3 separate regions of the Mus musculus genome follow, and regions 1 and 2 are each linked to region 3. A link is a contact called in public HiChIP or PLAC-seq and Micro-C data. All regions are on one chromosome and are shown on one strand. Each heading gives the region's core, a stretch centred on a gene start, on an enhancer-like site or on the middle of the called end of the contact. The rest is flanking DNA. Distances are from core to core; before and after follow the strand shown.

Region 1 (4,913 bases), core at 1,010-3,509, 220 kb after region 3:
GGAAAGAGGACTGGGCGGTGCTTTTAGTGCTTGTTCAATGGGAAAATGTCATTGGAAAATTCAAATTTCATGTTTGGAACTCAAAAGCTTTGATAGTTAATTGAGAAATTTTTAATTACTCTGCTAAATATTCACACATAGACACAAACACTGGGATACCTTTGTTTATCTCATAGCTTTTAACAACAGCCACTAAGTACTCGGATTTTTAAGAACCTAGTTCACAAACCATGCTCAAATGGGTACAGGATCTACACAAGCCACATAGAACCAATAAAATCTGCTTTGATTATCAAAAGAATCCAATACAGTAGATACAAATGATGAAAATGATAAACAATAAATGTGCCTGTAAATGTGCATGAATAAGAACTACCTAGATTGTATGGGTTGAAAGAGTCCTAAGTAGAATAAATCAAGCAAAAGAACATTTATATAAAGAAAGGTACAGTAAACCATTACAAAATTAGATCTGGGACCAGAAAAGTGGCCCACTTAGTGGTTAAGAACACTCGCTATTCTTTCAGAGGACCCAGATTCAATTCCCAGGCACCACGTGGTAACTCCAACTCTCTGTAACTTCAGTTTGAGAGGATCCAACACTCTCTGACGGCTTCCATGGGCCTCAGGCATGCACCGGGTGCACAGACACACACACGCAGGCAAAACACTCATACACATAAAATAATAAAAACAGATCTAAAATGATCAGACAACATAAATAAGAAAAATGCTGAAGCTTGAAAGTCAGTTATACAAAAGTAAAATAAGGTTTTAGCTTAGTACAGATTCTGATATACAAATGTACTCAGTCCTGGATTGAGCTAGACCTCGTCTCTCCTCCACTCCACATTCCTAAGACTGCATCTACAGCATTTGTTCAACAATGTGTCTGGGAGACTATGAGGATGTTAAATCCTGAGGGGCCCGGGAATCATAATAAAAGGGACTATGGTGTCACCCAGTACCCACAGGATGTTGCCCTTTCTTTGTTGCAAAGCAGGAGAGTTATGATTATGTTCCAGGATAACAGAGGAAAGAATAACTGTGGGTTTCATAGAACACATGTGTTTAAGAGAACACATGCATGGATTACTTTGGGTGGCAAATGTGGAAAGAATGGCTGTGGTTGTTTTGGAAGATGGGAAATTTCCTTGGTACCAGATATTAACTAGAAGTGGCACATCTCTGCCAAGGAGGAAAGCTGTACCACAAAGGTCTTCTCAGCTCTTACAGTCTATGGTCCTCTGACCAGATCAGGGAAATAGAGAAGGAAATTAATGAAAGATAATCACTGGGCTTTGAAGCTACATGACTAGGATGAGGTGGTATATATGACACAGAGACAGATAAATAGGAAAGGGAGCCTTCGAGAGGAGAGGTCACCACCTCTCCTCAGAGGCTAAGATTCAGAAAATGGCAGAACTGCCCTAGAGGAACAAAGACATCGTGTAAGCAGCTTTGGATTCATTTAACAACATTATTTTTTTCCTGTGGATTTAGGACTCAATCCTGTCCTATATGTAAAGTATTCAATTTCATTAAGTTACAGATGATAAAGGAAGAAAAGAAAATAAGAAAATTTAATGAGTTATTATTAGACTTAATTTTTGAGCAAGCACATACATGCATATTCTCTCTCTCTCTCTCTCTCTCTCTCTCTCTCTCTCTCTCTCTCTCACACACACACACACACACACACACACACACACACACACACACACAGAGGGGCGGGGGAAGAGATTAGACAACTAAAATGTTAGAAAATGTTGAAATTTGTCTGAGGTCACAGTGCTAATAGGTAGGTAGAAATAGGATTTAAACTTATATTCAAAAAATGAATAAATGAAAGGTTTAGGGCAAATAAATATTAATGTTTCATTATTGCCAGAAAAGAATATAAAAATCATCTTCCCATGGTGGGTAGAAAGGTATAAAGATATGACCCTCTGTTTGGTTCTGGGAGTGCTGGATTTTTTGTTTGTTTGTTTGTTTGTTTGAGACAGGGTTTCTCTGTGTAGCCCTGGCCGTCCTGGAACTCACTTTGTAGACCAGGCTGGCCTCGAACTCAGAAATCCTCCTGCCTCTGCCTCCCAAGTGCTGGGATTAAAGGCATTGGCCACCATGCCCAGGTGAGTGCTGGATTTCAAATCCAGAGCCTTGCATCCTCTAGGCAGGAGCTCTACCACTGAGCACATGTCCAGGAGAGCAGGTCAGGCTTAGAAGGTCCACACAGGTCCATTTCAAACACGGTGATGGACACCACTCACCCTGTGGATACTGAATATGGTATTTTTAATATGGCAAAGCAGCTTCCTACAAAATGTTTTAGAATAATATAAATCTTAAAAAATTTACACAAGCAGTCTTAAAAGTCTATCGGTGTTATTTCCTTTAAACAAGTACATGATGATAAGAAAAAGGCTAATCATGAAAAGCACATTAAATTTTATTTCCTAGAATAGGAAAAAATATTATTCAGTCTACTAGTGTGTAAATTCTCTTCTATCTAAATAAAATTCAAATAAATAAATTTTGTTTACAGTGTTAATATAAAGATGATTGGAGGACCTTTACAAGATACAAATTTTCAAAGAAAAGTTCAGTAGCATTTAATGTAATACATATTAATGTTCAATTGGGTAAAAATAGTCAATTAAGTTTTCTCTATCTTTCAGTCACACTCTGCTCTATAATGTTCTGGATAAAGAGTATATACAATGTTTGGTTAAGTATTAGTGGCTAAAGATGCTTTAAAAGAAGGTAGTTGATCATCATTTTCGGGTCACACATGCTCAAAAGCGTGAGTGTGTTGAAATGGATGCTCACAGCCCTCCATTAGACAGAGCACAGGGTCTCCAATGAAGGAGCTAGAGAAGGTACCCAAGAAGCTGAAGGGGTTTGCAGTCCCATAGGAGGAACAACAATATGAACTAACCAGTATCCCCAGAGCTTCCTGGGACTAAACTACCAACCAAAGAAAACACATGGTGGGACTCATGGCTCTAGTTGCATATGTAGCAGAGGATGCCCTAATCGGTCATCAATGGGAGGAGAGGCCCTTAGTCCTGTGAAAGTTCTATGCTCTAGTATAGGGGAATGCCAGGGACAGGAAGTAGGAATGGGCTGGTTGGTGAGCAGGTGGGGGGATGGGGATAGGGGGTTTTCAGAGGGGAAACCAGGAAAGGAGAAAACATTTGAAACGTAAATAAAGAAATTATCTAATTAAAAAAAGAGCGAGTGTGCTGACAAATTAAATTTTTATATGTAAATTAGAACTATCTTGCTTAATGATCTAGTTTCATGAAAACATCAATTTTAAGGTTAATCTCTTAAATTTTAGATATATAGCTTAAGGATAAAAATGAAAATAAATGGTTTCTTTGACCTTAAACCTAATGAAATGAATCTCTGTGTGGTTTGGTGCTACAAATGTTATCATCTTCAGGCTTCAGTGAGAATGTTCATACAAGAGGGAGCACAGGAGCGTATACCTTATTGACAAGAACGATAACCTTCCCGGATTCAGATGCCTGCTTCTTCTTGTCTAAGTGATCTTTGGTGATGTAAACAGCCACTCTGGTTTTCCCACTCCCCGTGGGGAGGCAGATAATAATATTCTTCCCATCTAGAGCTGGTTGGGCCACTTCCATTTGGTAAGGCCTGAGCTGCAGTTCTGGCTCGGGGGATACTCTTTTTGTCTGGATGACACTTTCATCTGAGGGAAGAAAAACATGGAAAAGTGGCGTAAGAGAAACAGCAAAGATATGAAGGCTTGGAGGCCCAGCAAAGATACGAAGGCTTGGAAGCCCCCAAACTGCAGACAGGATTTAGATGTTTAAGGTCCTGTCCTCTGTGTTCCAAACCACTTCACTTTCTGTTTTCTGTACCAGGGAGTGTCAGGTCTGTCTTTCAGGACTGATCCAGGCTCCCTATGTTGGAGTGAATTAACAGCATAGAGGCCTTGGAAGGAGATGACTGGGGAAGAGTTGTCAAGAGAGAGCACTTCCCAGCTTGGATCACAGAAAGGATGTTGTGTGGGCTTGTAGGTTCCTATCGCTAATGCACAGGGCATCTCAGGTCTTTGCTCTGTCTCTTGTCCTCTGGGTTTCTCTTAGCCCTCCTCCCATTAAAGCAAAGTGGGCTAGAAAGGAAGGCTGATTAGTCCTCACTGCTCTCATGTCCGTTATTTTTTATTAAAAAGAAAGAAAAATAGCTGGAACTACTTCCTTAATTTGTTAAAAACATCATCTAATAACTAAATATCACAAAGCACATGAATGCTGTCATCTACTGCTATCTGGGGAACTTTAGGAGCTTCATGTAAACTGGAACATAAATTGTATGAAGTGTGCATATATATCTTCTTACAAATTATTTCTACTTACAAATCTGATATAGTGTGAGTGCTTTATAAAAAGCTGTTTTTTATTGTTTAAGGAGTAATGACAAAATATTTCTATCTATTCAGTATAAATTTTAAAATATAGTTTGGATACACAGTTGACAGAATCTGTACAAGTGGCACTTAGGACATCAAGAGCTGCTTCTGTGCTTGTGTGTGTGTGTGTGTGTGCGCGCGCGCGCCCGCATGAGGGCATGCACACATGTGTGCGTGTGCTCGTCTGTGAGGGAGAGAAACAGAGACACAGAGAAACACAGAGAGACAGAGACAGGAAAAACAGAGTCAAAGAGACAGAGAGTGTGGAGATCATTTGCGTTTGAGGCTACCAGACTAGAAAGCATATTTAGGGAACAGGAAAGCGCTACCTATACCGGCCTTTACTTAGTAATGTTTCCATCAACAGATAAAACATAATTATGCAGTTTTCAGCTAAACTGTCATCAATTTGCCATGTTGTTTTAGATTTCTATTATTATTTCCTGATATGCAGGTCTCCATACATTTGTTC
Region 2 (4,263 bases), core at 1,438-3,937, 250 kb after region 3:
CTTCAAAGCAGTAGCTCTTCCTTCTCTCAGGGATTCCTTAGAAATGTGAAGCTGGGAGAAAGTTCGTTTGTTTTGGCTTAACTGCTGCCAGTACACAAAAGTCCTCTCCCCATCCATCTTCTCCGTGTCAAATCCCGCGCATTACTGTTAGCTGCCTCCGAGCTTGCCAGAATCAAGAACTTGGATAAAATGTAGCTGGCAGAAATTCAACCCAGGCAAGACAAAAGTGATGCAGATAGGCAGACGTATTTAGAGTAAATACGGCGAAGTGCTGATTCTCTGGCACTCGGGACATCGTACCAGCAAACATAAACAGCTTTGTGGTGTGACTGGACTCTGTTGCTTCTGGACTTCCTAACAGCTACTGTGGCTGGAAATGCCATCTTCCTTCTCCAGCTGGCTTGGAGGCTGCATGCTTTCTTCCAAATTACGACTCTGCCACAGTGATGTACACATTTGTCATATCCAGCTGGACCACTATAATGCGCTCTAGCCGGTTCTCAATACAAGGAATGATATAAACGCGGCTGACAGCAGTGCAAAGTAATTTACTTGTTGGAGGGACTGGACATCCAAACGCGATGCATGACTTGTCTCTGAACTGGCCTAGGTGCTGCTAAGTCTATGAAGTACTGCTGATATTAATAACTAAAGGCCAAGTCACCTCATATATAACCAATCAGTCTGATGCCAAGAGTCTACACTGAAGATACAGCCAATGAATGAAACAGAAGAAACTGTCAAAATTGTAGCAAACTATAATGAAGCTTTTGACTTACATTAACAAGTTATTAGTCCACAAAAAGACTTTAAATTGTATTTAATTTTATTTTACTTGTGTGTCTATGTGTTGGGGGGCAGTAGAGGATGTGCACGTGGCTGTAGTGTGGGTGAAAGACATAGGTATTGAAATCTCCACTGATCTCATGAATTCATAGCCAGTTGTGTGACACCTGACAGGGTCACTGGGAACTGATTTCCCACCCCCTTCAAGAGCAGCACTTGCTATTGAGGACAGAGACATCTCTCCAGCCCCCAAACAAGACTTTCATCTTTGAACACTGGGTAAGCTAGATGCAGACAGTTCAGTGTTTACACAGAACATGGTAAAGTTTCAGTCTTTACAAACGACCAGCATTGTGTTAAGTTCCCAGGTAAAGTGACCCATACAAATGATACTCCAAAAGGGTCACCTGCTCCTTCAATAGTGTGAAAAACTGAGAGTGGTGGCATTTGTCAGTGGACTATGTCTGAACTTGAACTCTAGACAATAAGAAAACTCTGATCAGAAACAGAGAAACAAGAACTAATTCCTCATCTGACTTATTTATTATTTACTAAGCTCTACAAACTCTAAGACATGGAAGGGGGACATTGGGAACCTGGTAATAAATATTTTAGCCTTATAGGCCATATTACCCACACCCAACCGTGAAAAGGCAACTATAAAAAAGTATATAATAAGCACTAAGGACGAGAGTTCCAATAAAACTTTATCAACACTTACAATTGAAAAATCAGACAGCTAAAGAACATTCTTAGTTTCTGGTTCTTAAAATACGAATAGAAGGCTAGATGCAGCGGGTGGGCCATAGCTTACTGGCTGACATACTGAGGAATAGGTAAAACTAAATCATAAAATTCAGTATCACCTGGAATTGATTAATCATAATGATGGCAAGGCCGCTTCTGTTCTTCCTGGGAGACCAAGAATGAATTGTTTAACTTACCTTGTTTTTCTCATCTGTTAAATGGACTCCCTGTGGGTTATTTTGAACAATTATACAAGATGGGGAGGTTGCGCTGACAGAAGTCAAAAGCCGCCCTCTAGGGAAAAAATGTACAAGCAACCCTGCTTCCTGCTTCCCAAAATCTTCCAGAAACCTGTCTCCGACTACATTGACACCTACCCGATTTCTGTCTTCGACTGTCAATAGTCCCTTCTCGAAGCAAGTGTCCAAGACATCGTTAATCAGAAGTTTGTCCACCAAAGTGGGCTGGAGGAGGGTCAGCAAGTGGAGACACTCGTCATGGGCAGTCTCAGAGGAAGGAGAGGGCAGATCAGTGAGTGTGGGTTTGACATAGCGCGCGGCTAGGGGATTGCCACTGTGCTCTAGGGCCTCCACGAACATCTGCGTCCATCCCAGAGGCCATTGTCCCTGCTCCAAGGTGCTCAGCAGCAGTTCTGCCGCGCTGGTGTTACCACAGGTGTTGATCTTTTTAAGAATCTGCTCTTTGGTTTCTGCAGACAGAAAGATGAGGTGGTCCAGCACTGGCTCCACCTGAATGTACATTTTCAGCCTGGGCCTGAAGAATAAGATGAGATTCCTGAAGCTGTCCTCTGCAGAACAGACAATCGACATCGTGAGGTCTCAGGAAATGGGAGAGGAGTCTCCCGGGCGGGCGGGGCGGGCGGGAGGACGATCCTCAGGTGGCAGTGAATGTGTCCCCGCCTGAACTGCCTGAGAGCCGCAGGTACCAAGTAGCCTCCGAGCACCGGATCGATCGGTGGCACCCGGCAGGGGGCAGACGAGCCAGGACAGCGCTGCAACTGGTGGGCACAGACCCGGGACCGCTCTCGCTCTGCGGCCGCTGGGACGTTCACCCTCAGGGAGCTTTAAGTATTGCCTTCCACCCACAGATCGGTTTCTGTTTCGATTCTCTTCTCCAGACTTTCCTAACGTCAACTTCCGGGCCAGAGAATAAGTTTCGTGAGGGTGGAGGAGGCCTGTGGAAGCGGCGGGTTAGGTGAGGACTTTGGTCAAGAGCACCGTGAGAAAGTGAGAAACAGGAAAGGGAACGCGAATTCTTCCTTGTGTTGAGAAAGCAAGCGGTACTCTGCACTATTTTATTTAAGGATACTTTTGTCTTCACCGCTGGGTGCCGCTTAGAAGACTGTACTCACTTGTCAGTTAATAGGGAGAGGGCGAGGAAGGTCTTGGGGGAAAGGAAGAATTGCCCCTAAGCCTTGATGTGAAAATTGAGTTATTCTCATTTGTGGGGATCAAGGGGTGGGGGTGGGGGTGGGGCAGACAAAGAGAGGTTCCAGACCTCCAGGGGGCGTTTCTGCATCCATCCTACCATAAACTTCCCGCCCAGTGGGGTCCCAAAAACTAATTTGTTCCTCCAAGAACGGGGGCTTAAGTATGAAAAAGTGAACTACTCTCAACAGCTTTATTTTCTCATGCTTTGTTTGGCGGTGTAATATTTATTCAGCTTTGACCGGGGCCTGCCTAATGACAGATGCATGCTGACTTTAGCCACCAACTGAGTTTAGGAGGAAGCCAAGACTGAAGGCTTCCTAACTCCCAGTATGCAAGGTCCCTGTATTCTCTAGTAGACAACTCTCTTACAATAAAACAAAAACAAAACAACAATACAAAACCCTCAACAACTTATTTTTTATATAGCTGCCATTCTTTTCTTGGACTGATTACAACACGTTTTGGCTGAAGCATCTAGTAACTTAATTAGCAACTAATGCACTGCCTTGGAGTAAACATTACCATTTGTCTATGTCATGGGAGGGAGAAAAGAGGCGTTCAGAGTGAGAAATAAAGACAGCAGCTTTGTTTCAGTACAGAAAGAGCATAAAAGAGAGTCTGTAGGTTGCCGTCCCCCAAGCAGGCAACTAGACCACCAGCTATGGAGGAACATTAACACTTTGAAAAGAACTTCCTGGCCCAGAATCCTATGGAGAATAGAAGCTATCAGATAGTCACGTTTAGAAAAATTAATCTTTTAGAGGAGATATTCACTGAAATCTGGGGAGGCCAGGGAGGCCTGGGATTCTTTGAAAACAGTAGGAGAGCTGCAAGATTTTCATGAACCTCGTGACAGCGTTCAAAATAACCAGAGCAGCACTTTATGCCATGCCCTCCTGTTAGTCTCTAGTTACGATTACAAACCTGAGATCCACTCTAAACGATTGTAAGCTGCACTCTGTAAAACGTTTTAGGAGTACCAAGTCATGCTGATTCCTGCCTGGAATGGGCGTTCTGGGCTGAACACAGAGGCAGGACTTTGTCAAACACACAGGTGAAGTCGCCCAAGTGATTGGAAGCATACTTGGCCTTGCAGGCTTTCCCCTTCTGTTTCCTCATAAAACCCTAATATTTTGTTATTTAATTTATTTAATTTGGAGGACTGACTTAGTGTTCAGTTAGAATTCATTTTAGTTATTGAATCTGCAAAAGGTATCTTTTCGAGATATTACAGAAATATATTATCAGGTTCCCCCAGCTACCTATAGATTTTATTTCA
Region 3 (4,530 bases), core at 1,571-4,070:
CCACAGCCTCCAGATGCTGTCTCAGCCAGCCATGTGATCAGCGACTGAACACAGGCACAGCCTCTGCCTTTCCCACCTCTGCTACTCATCCTCACCCATTTCCCTGTAAAGGCTTCCCCTGCTTTTGTTCGCTGTCTCTTTAACTGTTTCATGATGGCTTCCATTCTGCCCTCCCTAATTTGCTCCTCATATCAGTTTACGACTTGTGTTGAGAGCTATTTTTAATTAAATTTATTCCTTAAAAATTTTATATATGTATACAGTGCACTCACCCCTGTCAATTCCTACTCTTCCCTACGAGTCCTCATTCCAAGTTCACGTCTTTGTTTTGTGAGCCACTGCACTTAATGAGAGCCATCTAAGTGAGCATGAATATGAAACTCTGTACTGCGGGCTGGTGGGTAAACCAGCAGATGCACAGCTCAATATGAATCCCCTCTCTCAGAATCCACCGGTAGCCAGCATGGGTAGGGCCCCATGAGTTCCTTTCTCATCCATGAACTGACTGTTGGCAGAGCCAGACTTGTGTAGGCAGCTTTTCTACTGTGAGTTCAAGCTTGAAATAGCTGTGTCGCTGTATTATGCAACCCATCTCCCTATCTTCTGGCTCTTCGAAATGCTTCCTAGGCCTTCAAAGGATGGCATGGATATTGTGTTTAAGGCTGAAGACTCAAAAAATTCCTTATTAGCATTTGAGCTGGTAGAAGTCCCTGAGTTCAGCACCATGGCAGAGTTACTTATTAAGGAGGGTAACTAAATTCTGTCTGATTCAAGACCCACTCCACACAAGGGAATTCATGTCTGATACTATAAACTGGTAAAATCTCATACCTGAGGTGGTCTCAGACCCCACTGGATAAACATACTATTGTTGTTTAGCTAAACTGATGGAACCTGCCTTCTAGATATGTGTTCATATACACATAGCCATGAATGCCACTCTTAGCCTTCACAAGGGAAGCGTCTCTGTAAAGGGAACCATCTTCGCAGTGAGAAGAGCCTCTGTGTTCACTGTGCAGGCTTCACAGCCAGGCCATGTGCTTTTTAAACAACAGGACTTGCCCAGTGAGATAATATGATGGACACACACACACACACACACACACACACACACACACACACACACACTCACAGGCAGAGGCAGAGGTTTTATTACTTTTTTTTGGTATCTTCATTCTATTTTTATTTTTTTATTAGGTATTTTCCTCATTTACATTTCCAATGCTATCCCAAAAGCCCCCCATACTCCCCCCCACTCCCCTACCCACCCACTCCCACTTTTTGGCCCTGGCATTCCCCTGTATTGGGGCACATAAAGTTTGCAAGACCAAGGGGCCTCTCTTCCCAGTGATGGCCGACTAGGCCATCTTCTGATACATATGCAGCTAGAGACATGAGCTCCGGGGTACTGGTTAGTTCATATTGTTGTTCCACCAATAGGGTTGCAGACCCCTTTAGCTCCTTGGGTACTTTCTCTAGCTCCTCCATTGGGGGCCCTGTGTTCCATCCAATAGCTGACTGTGAGCATCCACTTCTGTGTTTGCCAGGCACCAGCATAGCCTAACAAACACTTTGCCCCTTCTTAGAATTGGAAACAAAACACCCATGGAAGGAGTTACAGAGACAAAGTTTGGAGCTGAGACAAAAGGATGGACCATCTAGAGACTGCCACACCCGGATATCCATCCCATAATCAGCCTCCAAATGCTGACACCATTGCATACGCCAGCAAGATTTTTCTGAAAGGACCCTGATATAGCTGTCTCTTGTGAGGTTTTATTACTTAATGTAAGATGTTATCACATAAGTATTACAAAAAAAAATTCCTTTACACAAAGTAAAGTTATTCATTCACTTCACTCCAGAGACAAATCACAAAGAGCCTAACATCTTTCTCCACACTCTCAAACATTTTCATGTGCATGGAAACACCTAACCACAGCACCTGCCACATCACAAGCAGGCCAGTAAAAGCTGCCCTTTGTGTTACTCTTTTCAAAGCCCATGGGAAAGTAATTCTCTTATAGAAACTGTCCTTTCCAACGAAGTTTTTAACAGTAGTTCCTTTTGAGCTAACCTGATAATATCCGACTTTTGAACCTTCTCCTTCCATAGATAAAACTGCTACATTCTCCTTGTTAGCTCACAGACGTTGTTTAATCCAATAGCTGACTGTGAGCATCCACTTCTGTGTTTGCCAGGCACCAGCATAGCCTAACAAACACTTTGCCCCTTTTTAGAACTGGGAACAAAACACCCATGGAAGGAGTTACAGAGACAGTTTGGAGCTGATAATTTTAATTGATAATTAATTAAAATTAATAATCGAGTCCAGATTCCTTGGGATTACCTAGTATCCAGTGGGCCATTATTCCCTTCCTGCGCCCCTCTTAGCACCCCTCTGGCACTGCTCAGCCTGTTCTCACATCAGCACATAGCTTTTCTAAGCTCCTCATCTGTGCCTCACTCTGGTTCCCTTCAGCTTATGACATTCTTGGGGATCTACACGCAGATCAAGGAAGATGACTCACGGCGCGTATACACCCGCAGGGCCTACACCAGCCCTGCCTTGTGTAAGGTTCACTTAGGTGCTCAGGAAGCTGAATGCAAACCACTTTTTATCTGTTCACAAACAGTCCCAGAGTCTGGCCACACTAGAGCAAGTCGAACAACAACTACTCCCTGTGGGTTGGTTTTTGGGTTTTTTTTTTTTTTTTTTAGTTTTGTTTTTTATCTTGCCGTTTGATGAGCAGGACACATTGGAAGACAGTTTGGAAACATCTAGATAAGCGAGTTCTGTGAGATTCGAGTGCCAAGTCCAGGTTTTGACCTTTATCAGCTTCACAGTTTGCTGGCAAGGTACACCCTTCCGACTCTTACAGGACGTGCTCATGTTCCTGTTTCTCCTTCCTCGTCTTCTTGCTCCTTGACAGGGCACTGCTGCAGCAACAGATGCAGGTCCTTGGCTGCTGCTATGGTTTTCGTGGTGCGACCCGGGACACGCCGTTCACTTGACTTATTGATTTAAAGCCTTGTGCCAGCCAAGGAAAGCAGTTGATCATGTGGTACCCATCAGCTCATAAACAAATGCAATCTCTTGAATTTAGAATCTTAGGGAAGACATTAGCTGTATTCTGCTTTATTTCCTTGGCTTAAAGAACTAAGATGAGCCATGTAAAAATGACATTTGTCAATCATAAACATCAGAAGAGCAGCATTCAAAATGGTTCAGCCTAGTAATGAAGTCTCACCAAAGGCTATGGTATAATGAATCCTAGCTTCAAGGTCAGAATTACTTATAAATCAATTGTAACCCCAGGATAACAAAATCAAAATAAGAGAGACTACAGTCTTCCAGAGTAGTCTTGATTTTGACCAATGTCACCATGTGTGTTAACTATTTTTTCAATAAAAAATATGTTCATTCATCATTAATGTTTTAACTCTTAAACTCTGATTTATAACATTTCTACTTTCCAAAGATAAACTGCTTTGGAAATTAAATAGCTAATGAAATACTTCTAGAAAGAAATATGTTTCTTAAGGCTCACAAATGCATGAAGTTGTTTAAGAAAAAAACAGGAAAAAGAGGTATTTGGTTGTAGTTTGTGGATGCCATATGGCAACCAGTCAACATTCCACACTAATTCTTGTCTCTACAAAGAGTACAAAGAAATAAAACAGGTGTTACTGCAGAATTCACTTTTGTAAAATAGCAGTCTTGGCAGACAAAGAAAAAATATTCAATAAGGAGGAAGTAACAATTAACGGACAGGCTTCATGGCCCCTGAGACTGGATCACACAGCCACTTCCTATCTCTGCCGAATCACAAAACACAAGAAGGGAGTCGCAGGTGGCACTGAAAGCCAAGGGCCTAGTTGTGAGCACAGACTTGCCTATTGCATTTGGCTTTGGGGAACTACTGAATAACTTGCTATTGTTCAGATCTAACTCATTGCAGTAGTTTTAAGAGGTGCAGGCTTGGAGAGAGGTGATTAAGTACTGGAGGTTCTATTCTCAGGATTGATTAGCAACTTGTGAAATGGGTGGGGGCAATGAGTGTACCCCACCATGGACCACCACGTGAGGATGCTGCTGATAGAAGATGTCATCAGGGAAGCAATCTCTTACATAATGCTGAGCTAGCTGGTTCCTTGACCTTGGCTTTCCCAGGTTCTAGAACTATGAGAAATAACTTCCTGTCCCTTATAATTACCCAGCCTTAGATATTTTGTCCTAGCAGCATAAAATGGCCAGCCCAGAAATTGGTATTGGACAAGTGAAGAGTTGCTAAGCAACACTGGAAGTGGATAATGGATAGAGCCTGGAACTGTGTGGAAGCAACTGTCAAAATGTGCTTCATACCTTTTCTGTGAATGTAGCACTACAACCAATGTTAGTGAGGGGGTCCAAGGAGTAGGACTCCAGAGAAAGGTTTAGTCTTCTTTGAAATTATCCCAAGTGATCATGTTAAGAATGGTGGGAGAGAAAAGGATGGCACAGACTGCACGAATGAAGTTCTATAGAGA

The links. Hi-C and Micro-C count contacts between places; a contact is called where the count stands out from the background. HiChIP or PLAC-seq counts read pairs in DNA pulled down with a chosen protein or histone mark.
Region 1: a contact with region 3 is called in a Micro-C map of the G1E-ER4 cell line. The contact joins two enhancer-like sites. A contact is called at or near these places in 2 of 15 datasets of contacts at CTCF or cohesin (CD8 T cells and the G1E-ER4 cell line), 5 of 484 Hi-C or Micro-C datasets (CD8 T cells, the G1E-ER4 cell line and spermatogonial stem cells) and 1 of 115 datasets of contacts at active chromatin or transcription factors (large pre-B cells).
Region 2: a contact with region 3 is called in an H3K27ac HiChIP or PLAC-seq map of thymic regulatory T cells, with 3 times the contacts expected there. The contact joins the promoter of Ifih1 here to the enhancer-like site in region 3. A contact is called at or near these places in 7 of 39 promoter capture datasets (the 3T3-L1 cell line, the HPC-7 cell line, hippocampal neurons and 3 more), 6 of 484 Hi-C or Micro-C datasets (CD4 T cells, DN3 thymocytes, the G1E-ER4 cell line and 3 more), 8 of 115 datasets of contacts at active chromatin or transcription factors (the 230-238 cell line, the HPC-7 cell line, the SCID.adh cell line and 4 more) and 2 of 9 other capture datasets (adipose tissue and pancreatic islet).

What each region holds. Positions count from the first base shown.
Region 1 is chr2:62,613,767-62,618,679 of GRCm38.p6, forward strand. It overlaps Ifih1 (interferon induced with helicase C domain 1), which reads right to left. Exons shown (of 16, transcript NM_027835.3): 5 at 3,495-3,718. Among named protein-coding and RNA genes, the nearest start is that of Gm39839, 3.7 kb to the right of the region's middle. Within about 2 kb of position 2,260, at least 2 of the 459 cell types and tissues checked have an H3K27ac peak or open chromatin away from gene starts, as enhancers often do. A contact at or near this core is called in the G1E-ER4 cell line, where this site is marked.
Region 2 is chr2:62,643,568-62,647,830 of GRCm38.p6, forward strand. It overlaps Ifih1 (interferon induced with helicase C domain 1), which reads right to left and starts at 2,688. Exons shown (of 16, transcript NM_027835.3): 1 at 1,911-2,688. The coding sequence starts at 2,363.
Region 3 is chr2:62,388,486-62,393,015 of GRCm38.p6, forward strand. All of the region lies in intron 2 of Dpp4 (dipeptidylpeptidase 4), which reads right to left. Among named protein-coding and RNA genes, the nearest start is that of Dpp4, 21 kb to the right of the region's middle. Within about 2 kb of position 2,821, at least 111 of the 459 cell types and tissues checked have an H3K27ac peak or open chromatin away from gene starts, as enhancers often do. A contact at or near this core is called in the 230-238 cell line, DN3 thymocytes, the G1E-ER4 cell line and 11 more, where this site is marked.